Linked DNA regions of Pan troglodytes: all the other regions are linked to region 3. A link is a contact called in public HiChIP or PLAC-seq data. All regions are on one chromosome and are shown on one strand. The core of a region is the stretch at or near the end of the contact, and the rest is flanking DNA. Distances in the headings are between cores, read along the strand shown.

Evidence for each region. HiChIP or PLAC-seq counts read pairs in DNA pulled down with a chosen protein or histone mark.
Region 1: a contact with region 3 is called in an H3K4me3 HiChIP or PLAC-seq map of stem cell-derived excitatory neurons, with 2.5 times the contacts expected there. The contact joins the promoter of NRGN here to the promoter of SIAE in region 3. A contact is called at or near these places in 2 of 7 Hi-C or Micro-C datasets (induced pluripotent stem cells and stem cell-derived neural progenitor cells) and 1 of 1 datasets of contacts at active chromatin or transcription factors (stem cell-derived excitatory neurons).
Region 2: an H3K4me3 HiChIP or PLAC-seq map of stem cell-derived excitatory neurons shows a contact between it and region 3, with 3 times the contacts expected there. The contact joins the promoter of MSANTD2 here to the promoter of SIAE in region 3. A contact is called at or near these places in 1 of 7 Hi-C or Micro-C datasets (stem cell-derived neural progenitor cells) and 1 of 1 datasets of contacts at active chromatin or transcription factors (stem cell-derived excitatory neurons).

What each region holds. Positions count from the first base shown.
Region 1 is chr9:126,681,882-126,685,617 of NHGRI_mPanTro3-v2.0_pri, reverse strand. NRGN (neurogranin) reads right to left here and starts at 1,477. Exons shown (of 4, transcript XM_009424428.4): 1 at 1,289-1,477. The coding sequence starts at 1,303.
Region 2 is chr9:126,744,156-126,747,787 of NHGRI_mPanTro3-v2.0_pri, reverse strand. MSANTD2 (Myb/SANT DNA binding domain containing 2) reads left to right here and starts at 1,580. Exons shown (of 5, transcript XR_010147704.1): 1 at 1,580-3,632.
Region 3 is chr9:126,616,941-126,620,945 of NHGRI_mPanTro3-v2.0_pri, reverse strand. It overlaps SIAE (sialic acid acetylesterase), which reads left to right and starts at 2,167. Exons shown (of 10, transcript XM_508836.6): 1 at 2,167-2,281. The coding sequence starts at 2,215. SPA17 (sperm autoantigenic protein 17) reads right to left here and starts at 2,069. Exons shown (of 5, transcript XM_003313397.4): 1 at 1,971-2,069; 2 at 495-675. The coding sequence starts at 648.

The DNA.
Region 1 (3,736 bases), core at 228-2,727, 65 kb before region 3:
AAATATTTAGAGGAGAGGTTAAACCACAGCTCTTCGAAGAAGACAGGGCTATGTTTGAATCCTGCCTCCACAGTTAGGAGTCATGCTTCCTTGGAAAAATCTAACTTTCTAAACCTCAGTTGGCACATCTGTGAAATAATACCTACTTCACAGGGTTGTTGCTATGATTAAATATAAAGTGCTGGCTACAGGGCAGGCATTCACAAACTGCCAACTATTACTTAAACTAATAAGAGTTAAAATCGCAACCACCACCACTTGCCCCTAAGTGTTCTCTGCCTCTTGGTACCCAGACATGGGAAAGTCTCACCTATTATAGAACTGGGCTATCCTTTCCTTCCAAAGCCCACTCTTTTTTTCTTTACTAGGCCATAAGATGGCAAAGTCAGTAACCTCGTGTATCATTAGCTGGTTGACTGAATGACTGAAAATACAAGGACTTTGGAATAGTCTTTCTCCAAGTGCAGAGGCAAAAAATAAATCAGCAAACAAATAAATTTCATATACGTATGATCACTGTACTCTTCCAGTGAGGCAGGAGCCAGGGCCTATGCCAGGCGCTTTCATACCGAGTCACCTTAGCAGCAAACCCCTCGGGCGCTGGGCACTTGCAGTACCCAGGTTTCCGCGTGGGCGCTGACAAATTGCAGACACTTCCTTCCCTCGCCAGCAGGGCTCTCTCGCGGTCACTTCACCCAGCCCCTTCCGAGCGAGAAGGCCTTGGGGGCCGGGACAACCCCTCCCCAGAACCACACTGACTAGGCTCTTTGCAGCCAGCATCACTACCGAGCTAACCAATATGGACCAGCCTGCGCTGCACAGGGCGCTTAGGCGATCGTTGGAGGGTCCTGAGGATCAGCCTGTCCGCCCACCGACGGCGGCGCAGTGGGATGGGGAACGGGGTGGGGGCCGAAAGACGGGAGGAAGGAGTCGCTGCAGTGTCTCCAGGCGATGGTTTCCAGCGTCTCACTGGGGAGGAAGTTCCTCCTGTCATCCAACCCGCAGTTCCCCTCTTGCAGAGCCCTGCCGAGCTCCCAGTCCAGCCTAGGCTGTCTAGCGGATGGGCGCTCAGACGCCCCCGCGAGTTGAGGAGCATTTTTCCTAGGGCTTCCAAGTCGGGCGGGCGCCTTCCACCATCCACCACCCACGTCTCGGCAAGGACCCCTTTTCTTTCTGCTCCTAGGTCTTCCGCATCCACTTCCATCCCTCTCTCGCCCTCCAGGGCTTTCTCAGGCGCCTCTCGCAGCGGACCCCACCAAGTGCCCCTCCCCCGGGCCCTCTAACTTACGGTGCAGCAGTCCATGCTGGTGTCGGGGGTCCTCTGCGGGGACGAAGGCTGGCGCAGGGCGGGGGTGGGGTCTGTGTGGTGCCGGGTGGGGGCTCTGGGGCAGTCGGCCGCCAGCCGACCCGCGCCGAAACAGCAGCTCTGCTCTCGGGTCCGGTCTCCCGCGCTCGGCTCCGCTCGCGAATGTAACCTGAGCCCCGCGGCCGGGAAGCCAATCAGGAGCAGCCTCCGGCAGGGTGGGCGGGGAGAAGTGGAGGGAGGGCCACGCCCTCTCGCGGCTCTCTCCGCCGCGCTCCCGCTCCTGCCCCAGCCTCTCCGCCTACACGCTTGTATCCAAGCCTCCTCCACACTCCATCCTCCCGGGCGCAATCCCCTGGCTTGCTAGGCGGCAGACTGCCAGGCAGATGTACGCCGGAGTAGGCAGAAGGAGGCCCCCGACACCCCGAGCACAAACACCCACATCTGGGCACAGCACCTACTCCCGCTCAGAGAAAACCACGCACCCCTCACCCATCCCTCCATACTTCCACAACCTAGCAGGAGTCCCAAATATGGCTCCCTTTAACTTCACTCCCCCTCAGTCCGCAAAGAAAGGCTCCCTAACGGGCGGTAAAAAGGTCTCATCATCACTCCTGCTACAGACGGAGAAACCTGTTGGTACAACCTGGCGATGGGCATGCGTCCACACAAAAGCTCACAAGCCCCACATGTCCACATATGATTTTCCCAGGCCTTCTTCCAGCATACAGACACTGCAGATACAACCTGCAAAAATAACTACGCAGCCCTTCAGTTGCAGGTAAATGCGGACACCCTGTTGTGGGCGCCCGCGCGCTCACGCGCGCACACGGACAGTCACCCAACTCAAGCTGTCGGCATGACGTATCTATTATCGATCTGTCTACATGAGCTGCAACAAACAACATCATATATGCACAACACCTATTTTGTATGTATTTATATATGGGCACAGACTTGGAAGAAGTATCCTCCTCCCTTTCATACCAGACTCTGCCTAACCTTTTGATCTGCTGCCTCAGAATAAGACAAAAGCTGGCCATCCTCGCCCTTGCTCCTGAGAAGAAGAAAAATACCCTCAACCCAAGTGTAGAGAATTCGAAGTAATTGGCTCTTGGGTCCATGATGAGGCAGGATGTGGGCTTCGTGAGAGGCTGGGAAGGGGAGCTATGGAAAGAGCATCTGGGAGGGACAGACTGCCACTGTTGTGGTCGTCAGCCTCCCCCAACTCGGCAGGGTACAAAAGCTGGCAGTGTGGCTTGTTATGTGGGTAGGGTAGGCCTTCTCTGAGAAAACTAGAAAGTCTTTCTCAGCTAAGGTCCCAGAGAAGGGAAGGAGGAAAGGATGGCTCCTGCTGGGAGCAAAGGTGGGAAATGCCCTGTGGCTCTGGTTGGGACAGCAGATCCTGAGACAGCTCTGCTGTGCATCCCCAGTCCCTGGCCATGACCAGGGACCACGTGGCGGTGACATGCTTCCTTTCCACCTAGATGTTTGGGCCCGAGGCTCTGCTTGCCAAAGGAAAAATGAGTGGGAGAGAAATGCCTGAGTCCATTCAGGGTGGGGATAAGGTTAGCCAGTTTGGGGTCCCAGGCTGAGCTGGATGCTGGCCGGGATTCCAGGGCTTGGGGTGTAGGGGTGTCTCTCCCAGCATGTTTGGGACCCACCCACTTTTGTAACAAAAAATCTGTTCCCCAATCTGTCTCTGGCACATCTTTCATCTCCCCACCTCCTCCAAGTGGCCAGATGTCCTGGGAACTCAGGCCCTTGCCTAAATGACGCGCATATCTGTGGCCTTCTGTTGTGCCAATTCCTGCTGGACTTCAACTCCAGAATCCAGAGAGGAGAGGAAAGGGGGAAATTGGGGGACAGAGTGGATACCAGGCCTAGACTCCGTGCTTTTCTCTTCCCAAATTAGAGCTGAGGAATTCGGGATTTGGTGAGTTTGCAGTAAAGTCTCCCAAGTTGCTAGGCAACATCCCTCTGCAGACTGCGCTGCCTCTGGGCCCTTCTTCCTGCTGGTCAGAACTGAAGGGGGGGTATCTTTACAACACCCCCCCCACCAACTCCCACACAGGCAGCACAGCCCTTCCCTCTTCCTGAAGGACACCTTTGTGTGGGGTGAGGGTGTCTCTGAACACTGGAGGGCCCATAGGAGAACAGATACGGCAACTGTCAGTTCCATCCGCAAAGCAACCATTTCAGCAACAGCCCACTCAAGGCGCCTACGCAGAACTGGCCACAGTGCTGGCCCTGGGGGATGGGCAGGCTCTGAGGTGAGGAAAAGACAGAGAGGAAGGCAGAGCCTGAGATGAGAAGACAGACACTCACAAACTCAAATACCAGTGGCAGGAGCAGTAACACATATGGCCTCATAGAAATTACACACACAGACCCAAAGATGCAGACACACACACTGCCCACACACCCAGAGGC
Region 2 (3,632 bases), core at 331-2,830, 130 kb before region 3:
TTCTGTAGAATTTGACAAACGAATTCTAAAATGTATAGGAGAATGCAAAAGATTAAGAATAGCAAGCTACTCTTGGAAGAGGAGGAGGAAAAGCAAGAGGGTGAGAAGGAGGCACTTGCTGTATTCGACATAAGACTTACTATAAACTCACAGTAATTAAAGCAGTGTGATATTATTACAAGCAACACAAATAGAAAAATGGATAGACAAATAGACGAATGTAATAGAAGAGCCCAGAAACACACCCATGCATATAGAGACACTTGTTTTTGTTTTGTTTGTTTGTTTTGAGACAGAGTTTCGCTCTTGTTGCCCAGGCTGGAGTACAATGGTGCCATCTCGGATCACCGCAGCCTCTGCCTCCCAGATTCAAGCGATTCTCCTGCCTGTGGCCCTTTGGGGAGTCCAGACCTAGGAGATCCCCGAACCAGGGCTGTTACACCCTCTTTGGGACTCTGCAGTTCCTGGTGTCGCCAAGCTTCTGGGAGCCACCACATTCCCTGGTACCAGCAGCAGAAGCTGCTCGCGGTATGCCTGGTCCAGCCGCAACCTCACAGGGAGCCAGTGCCCATGCTGGCTCCTGGAGCTGCCCAACCTGCCATAGCTGATGTGCCTGGCTGTGGGCAGTGGCCAGACCCCACACTTGCTCGCTCATGCACCCCTTGCTGCTCTGTGCCTGGCTTACCCTTGGCAGGTGTGGGATCTGGGCTGGTAGCATGAGCTGAGTGCAGCCTGCCAGGCTGAGTGGGCAGAAGGAACCTAGTGGGCCCAAGCAAAACTTGGGCAAAGGCACCACCAGCCACAGAGATTTCTGGCTGGCAAAGCCACATCCCAAGGATCCCATGATAATAGGAGGAGGGGTTTTTGTTGTTGTTGTTTTTCAGACTTGTGGGACAATGACAGAAGGTTAAAGTGGTAATTTAAAAACTCTTTGGAGGGCTGGGTGCAGTGGCTCATGCCTGTAATCCCAGCACTTTGGGAGGCAAAGGTGGAGGATCACTTGAGCCCAGGAGTTTGAGACCAGCCTGGGCAACATGGCGAAACCCCATCTCTACAAAAAATACATAAATTAGCCGGGAGTGGTGGCACATACCTGTGGTCCCAGCTACTTGGAAGGCTGAGGTGGGAGGATCGCTTGAGCTTGGGACCAGAGGTTGCAGTGAGCTGAGATCACACCACTGCACTCCAGCCTCAGTGACAGAGTGAGACCCTGTCTCACACTCACACACACACACACACCTCTTTGGAATCTCTGATTTAGTATATGATTTAGGCACAACTCTCCCTTTCATACACACCAAATACCTTATGACATTAAAACATTTATCACTGGGCTGAATGAGAGTTAATTTTGTTTTGATAGATGTTTCAGATTCTTTTACAGTCCTCACACAATGTTTACTGTGAACCAGGCACCGTTCTAAGGACTTTACCTGTATTAATTCTCTCAACAATGCTGTGACGTCATCCTCATTTTACAGATGAAGAAAACAAGGCACTGAGAGCTTGGTTAAGTAACTTTGCTGAGGTCGCAGAACTGGAATTTGAAGCCCGGCAGTCTGACTTTAGAGTCCATATTCTTAACTGAGGTGCCCTAGACTGCATCTTTCTTTGGAAAAAAGGGAAGAGGATATCATAAATTCGGGAACTTCCTCAGGCTTCTTCTGTTAGCTTATAAACTATGGTAGCATTTTCATATGACATACGAGAACAATTATCTCCTCCTCTACTTTATCCCTATTGCTTAATCCTTTGGCTTTTCAGTAACACCCAAAGACAACCAGTCATTCTCTCCAGTGAGTCTCAGAGTTAAAAATTTAGCTGTCTTCAATAAGAATGATACATTGGACTTTGGGGACTCGGGGGCTCGGGGGTAAGGGGAAGGCTAATGAGGGACAAAAGACTACACATTGGGTACAGTGTACATTGCTCGGACGCACCAAAATCTCAGAAATCACCACTAAAAAGCTTATTCATGTAACCAAACGCCACCTGTTACCCCCCAAAATCGATGGAAATAAAACAATAATTTAAAAGAGCACATACCCCCCCAAAACATAGTTGACCTCAGCTTAAAAAAAACTAACATACATTTGTTATTTTAAAAAATATTGCATAGTTTATTTGCATTCATTGGTCAGCATCCTCAGTTATGTCTGCTTTGAAAGAAAAATCCGCTGAGGTTTTAAGTTAATGATCCAAGATATCCAATTAAGATTTTCAGCTTTGAAAAATATGGAAATACGGTACAGCTGTGTACTGGATGTGGTGTGCTACTGTTAAGTTCCAGCACTTTAAGGAACGTTTCAGGAGTGACTAATACACTAATTCATTACCAGAGGTCACAGAGCTGTCATAATTGACAGTGTTCTTTGAGTACGAAAAACCGGAAAACGATGCAACTTCCAAAGCACGGAGGATGGAGAATAGTATTGGAAAGTAACTTTTCTGCTGGGCTCAGGAGTTTTTATATGCTCAAGCTATAGACAACTGTACCAACGCAATAAAGACTAATGTAATCTAACTATTCTATAAACGGCCACACCTACCCAGACTAACTGGAAAACAATAATTTATAACTGGAATTAAATAGTTGCTGTTCTTTAATTAATGAGATCGGTGTTCTTGAAAAGCTACAGCGTACGAACTCTACCCTGGTCCATATCTGCTTTTTAAAGCCTTCCCCAGAACCGCTCTCACTTCAGCCTTGGTGCCTTCCCGGATATACCCTCCAGAGGCTTCCCTGGTCCCCATCCTGGACGTCAGCCTCTGCACCTAGAGGCCGGCTTAGAGGGAAGACGGGCAGAGGCGGGGGAGACACGAGAGAGAGAAACGGTCAATTCCTCCTTAACTCCGGGCCCCCTCGCGGGCCTCACCCCTCCTCCCGGGGGCTGAGATTGGAGAGGAAGTGGGAAGGCTCCAATCTGTTCCTCACTCCAGCGCCCTCATGCCCCCACCCTTCTCTTCAGCTCGGGGCTTCGGCGCGCCTCGTCCCCGCCCTTCGCCCCGGGAGAGGAGCGGGCGGCGTGGGAGGGCTCGCGGAGAAAGGCCCAGGGGAGTGGACGACCTCCGCCCGGCAGCCACATCCTCGGCAGCAGAGACCCGGAGCCATCCGCCCGCGGGCGAGCCAGGCCCGAGGGCAGCCCCGGAGACCGCGGTGGCCGGATGCGCGGGCGCGTCACTTCCGGGCGGTGCAGCGGCGGCCGCTTGGAAGATGGCTGCGCCCTGTGGCTCGGAGCTGCCCGCCAACTCGCCGCTAAAAATTCCGAAGATGGAGGTGCTTTCCCCGGCTTCTCCTGGTGGCCTGAGCGACGGAAATCCATCGCTGTCCGACCCTTCCACGCCTCGGGGTGCCTCCCCGCTCGGGCCGGGCAGTGCGGCGGGCTCGGGGGCAGCGGCGTCCGGGGGTCTCGGGCTGGGGCTGGGGGGCCGCAGCGCCGCCTCGTCCTCGGTCTCCTTCTCCCCTGGTGGCGGCGGTGGCGGGGCTGCGGCAGCCGCCGCCGCCGCCTGCCGGGGCATGTCGTGGACGCCAGCCGAGACGAACGCGCTCATCGCAGTGTGGGGCAACGAGCGGCTGGTGGAGGCGCGGTACCAGCAGCTGGAGGGAGCCGGCACGGTGTTCGGCAGCAAGG
Region 3 (4,005 bases), core at 918-3,417:
GCAGAACAGTTTCATATATCCCAGTGAATATCAGTTTATTTAAAGAGTGCAGAATTCTTTTTGCAGCACTTAAAATACTTTCAAATGGAAGGAATCAAAATTGAAAGGAAACCACAGATACTCATCTCAGGAATAACAGTCAGCTGCCAGGGATGCACAGGAACAGTATGCTGGAACGTGGCGAGGGTAGACTGTATGATCTTTTTTTCCCCCACTGATTTCTCCCGAGAAATGTATGCTCTTTTGCAGTTACCGTCCACGCTGTATGTCCGTGAGAAATACAATGAAGACGGTCTGAATAATTCCATAATATGAAACGAATTTAAGAGAACATATCAAAGGGGTACATACTGTTTCAAAGAGCAAGAACTGTTATCTGAAACTCCCTGCCTCATAAAGGCTTTCTGCAGAATGGAGACGGTCTTAAGCGAGTTTTACCATAAACAAATGCTTAGTTTCTTATTTTAAAAAATGACTAATTTTAGAAAGCTTACTCTCTCTTTTCTCTAGAAGGCTCTCAAAATAGGCTGCTGCAAAAGCTGGTATATTGTCCGGTTGCTCTCTCAGAATCTCGCGTGTCAGCCCTTCAAGAAGATTCCCAAATCCTTGTGGAATTCGGTAGTGGGTGTTGGAGAATGGAATCGACATCTTCTTGGTAAGAACTGCCTATGGAACCTAAAGATTCATTAAAGAGTGCTGTCTTTAAATTAGTCTGATTTTACTTATATAATCACAACTATGCCAACAAATTATTTCTGAGACTCATACATCTGGACTTGAATTCTTTTTTCCCTAACACAACCCAAGCCCATCCATTTCTTCCAAAGAGTTTTGAAATCTCCATTGTGAATTAGTATAATACAAACACAGACCCATTCACTAGGCCAAATCATTTAAAACCCTGCAAAAAACCCAAAATTTTCAATATGACTTTTTCTCTCTTTACCCTTTATATGCTCAAAAGGTAAGGGTAATTTTTGCTATCACACAGGAATTTAGAGAGAATGATTGCTAAAAAGTTAAATTGAATTCATTATCAATTGCTGAGAAGACCTTCTTTGAGGTCTATTTTTTTTTTTTAAAGAGTAGAAATTAGTCCTGGTTCTAGAAATTAATTTGTTGAATGAAGAAGTTGCACAATCTTTCCCTTTGCTGCCACTTCTGAAGCATGACCCACAATGCTTCGAACACCTTCGTACTGTGGAATGGGGTTGTGCGTGCGTGTGTGTGAGGGAGGGATGGGATGGGATGGGGCTGTGTGTCATGATTTTGAAATCCCAGCCTCTAAAGTTTTAGAATTCTTATATTTTTCGGTTTCTTCTTGATCAGGCTGTCTCTTTCTGTCTTGAAATACAAGGGCTAGATTAAGGGTAGCTGCTAAGCAGCGGGCTGAGCTACTGAGTATGAAAAGAATCCTCCGGGACCTGGCCTGTTAATGTGAGAGTGTGCGTCAATGCGGAATAGAGGCGGAGGCCGTGGTAGGGGTCCAGGTTGGGAGAACTGGACGGTTTAATGAGGCTCAGACTATGGAGGGTTCTCGTTTCATCGCTTTTTTTTTTTTTTCTTTGAGACGGGGTCTCTGGTCTCGAACTCCTGGGCTCCAGCGATGATCCCGCCTCAGCCTCCCGAGCAATTGGGATTACAGGCGCGCGCCACCACGCCTGACTCCTCTCTTTTGCTTTTTCTGAGGGAGCAGTAGATGGAGGTATCGAACCATTCTAGGGTGGTGAAAAGAGCTGGCGAGATTCTGAACCAATGTGGGCAGAGGAGGGCGGGCGGAGGGGGCACACGGGTCTAGTCGGGGGCGGGATGTTGAGGACCTGGGATTTCAGACTCGCGCAGAATGGGCTGCCTCGGCTCCCAAACGGCCCAGGGCTCCGAGGCTGCGTCTGGGATGCTGAGAGAATAAGAGAGACGAAGGGAAAAGGCTAGGTCTTGGTATCGGAGAGGAAGTGGGGAAGCGGCCTCACCTCCTTTCTCTCCGAGCTGGTGCCGCCGGTTCCGGTTGTTTTTCTCGTTGCTGGGTAACCGTTTTTTCTTTAAAAAAAAAAAAAAACTACGGCGGCCGAGAAGGGGCGAGCACAGCCCAGTCCTGAGGTCGCGGGAGGCTCCGAGGACTGCAAAAGGGTGGAGTCGGCCTCGCCCCCGCCCAGGCCCCGCCCCTGCCGGGAGCCCACTTTCCCAGTCCTGGGCGGCGGTCAGATCCTTGCAAGCATGGTCGCGCCGGGGCTTGTACTCGGGCTGGTGCTGCCATTAATCCTGTGGGCCGACAGAAGTGCAGGTGAGGCGGCCCGGCTCGGCCGGACCCCTGCCCCTCAGCCTGTGCGGGCTCCGAGACCCCGTGTCCTCTGCGGGACACGGATCCGCGCCCCTTTCTCAAGGTCGACGAAGGAACCTAGCTAGGCTAGCGGCTCGCGTCTCCGACCAAGGCCCGGTGTGCAGGAGTCTGCTGGGTTGAACCCCGGCCTCTCCACTTTCTCCACCCCCCACTTACCATCCCTGACATGCAGCCTGTGAGCAGGGAGAAAGTGCGGCTTGTCTGAGTGAGGAGGCCCAAATGTGCCCAGAAAGAGGCCTTCGGGGTCCTGGAGTAACTGCAGGGGAGCTCGGAGGGAAGGAGGCGAAGCTAGTTAGGTAATATTTGGAAACAGGTGACTGAATCTTCCAAAACATTTCAGCGCTACCCCCTCAGTGGTGCCCTTGGGGAGGGTTTGCTTCAGGCGGGGTTCCTTAGGGGAATTAAATTTTACTCGTTTAAGTGGTTATTAGGGCTAAGAAATACAACCCCCTCACTAGCTCTGACTATTTAAGGCTCAGTTTTGATTTCTGGTGCCGCTTACAGATATTGGTGGTGGGAAAATGTGAGTGGCATAGGGGAGGCTGGTGGCTCGCTTTGGCTGTTGCGCAGGTCAGATCTTGCCATTCGAATACCCTAGGCTGGACACTGGGTCACAGTATGGAAAAAGCAGAAGGTGCAATCTGTCTGATAATGCAAACTAAAGTGATAATGTTGGATTTCTTCCTTTCTTTTTCAAAACACTCAAAGAGTGGACCCCAGAGATCCCTGTTAAGAAATGATAGTTGGGGTAGGAGAACAGCGTGCAGAAAAATGACTCCTGCTCTACCTGAGAGCCGGAAAAGTACCTAGATTCAGACAAACTGCAGCCCATAAATGATTGTTCAGAGTCTAACAAAAGTGCAAAATGCTAGCACTCTGTATGCCATTTCCTGACTCTTATCTCCACTCAGTGACCTTTGAGATCCATCTTATGAGGTGGGGAAAAGATATTTTATTAGGTTTTCAGTTAAAGGCTGTTTATTTTAGTGTCAGTATTTTATCTCCTCCTTTGGGTCTTATTGTTACATCACCTTCATTAACATTGATCACATTTTTCATTCATTAGTACTCTACTTGGTTGCATATCCTGACGTTTTTCCTTTAAGTCATTCTCCCTGTGCCCATGTTTACCATGTAATGCTTGAGATGTACAAAATTATATGTAACAATGACACAATAAAATGAACACCCATGAGAGCAGCACCCAACTTAAGAACTAGAACATTGCCAGTCTATTGAGCCTGCCATTGTGCTCCTGGCCGATGCATCCGGAGCTCCTCACCAGAGGCAACCACTGTCCTCTCTTCCCCATAACACTAATTCCTGTTTTTCTACTCCAGCCCCAAATGAAGGAAAAAACTGAAGACCTAAAAAATCCAAATGTTGGCTCACACCTTTAATCCCAGCACTTTGGGAGGCTGAGGTGGGCGGATCACTTAGAGTCAGGAGTTCAAGACCAGCCTGGCCCACATGGCGAAACCCCGTCTCTACTAAAAATACAAAAAAATTGGCCGGGCACGGTGGCTCATGCTTGTAATCCCAGCACTTTGTGAGGCCAAGGTGGGCAGATCATGAGGTCAGGAGTTCGAGACCAGCCTGGCCAACGTAGTGAAACCCCATCTCTACTAAAGATATATATATAAAAAAAAATTAGCCAGGTGTGGTGG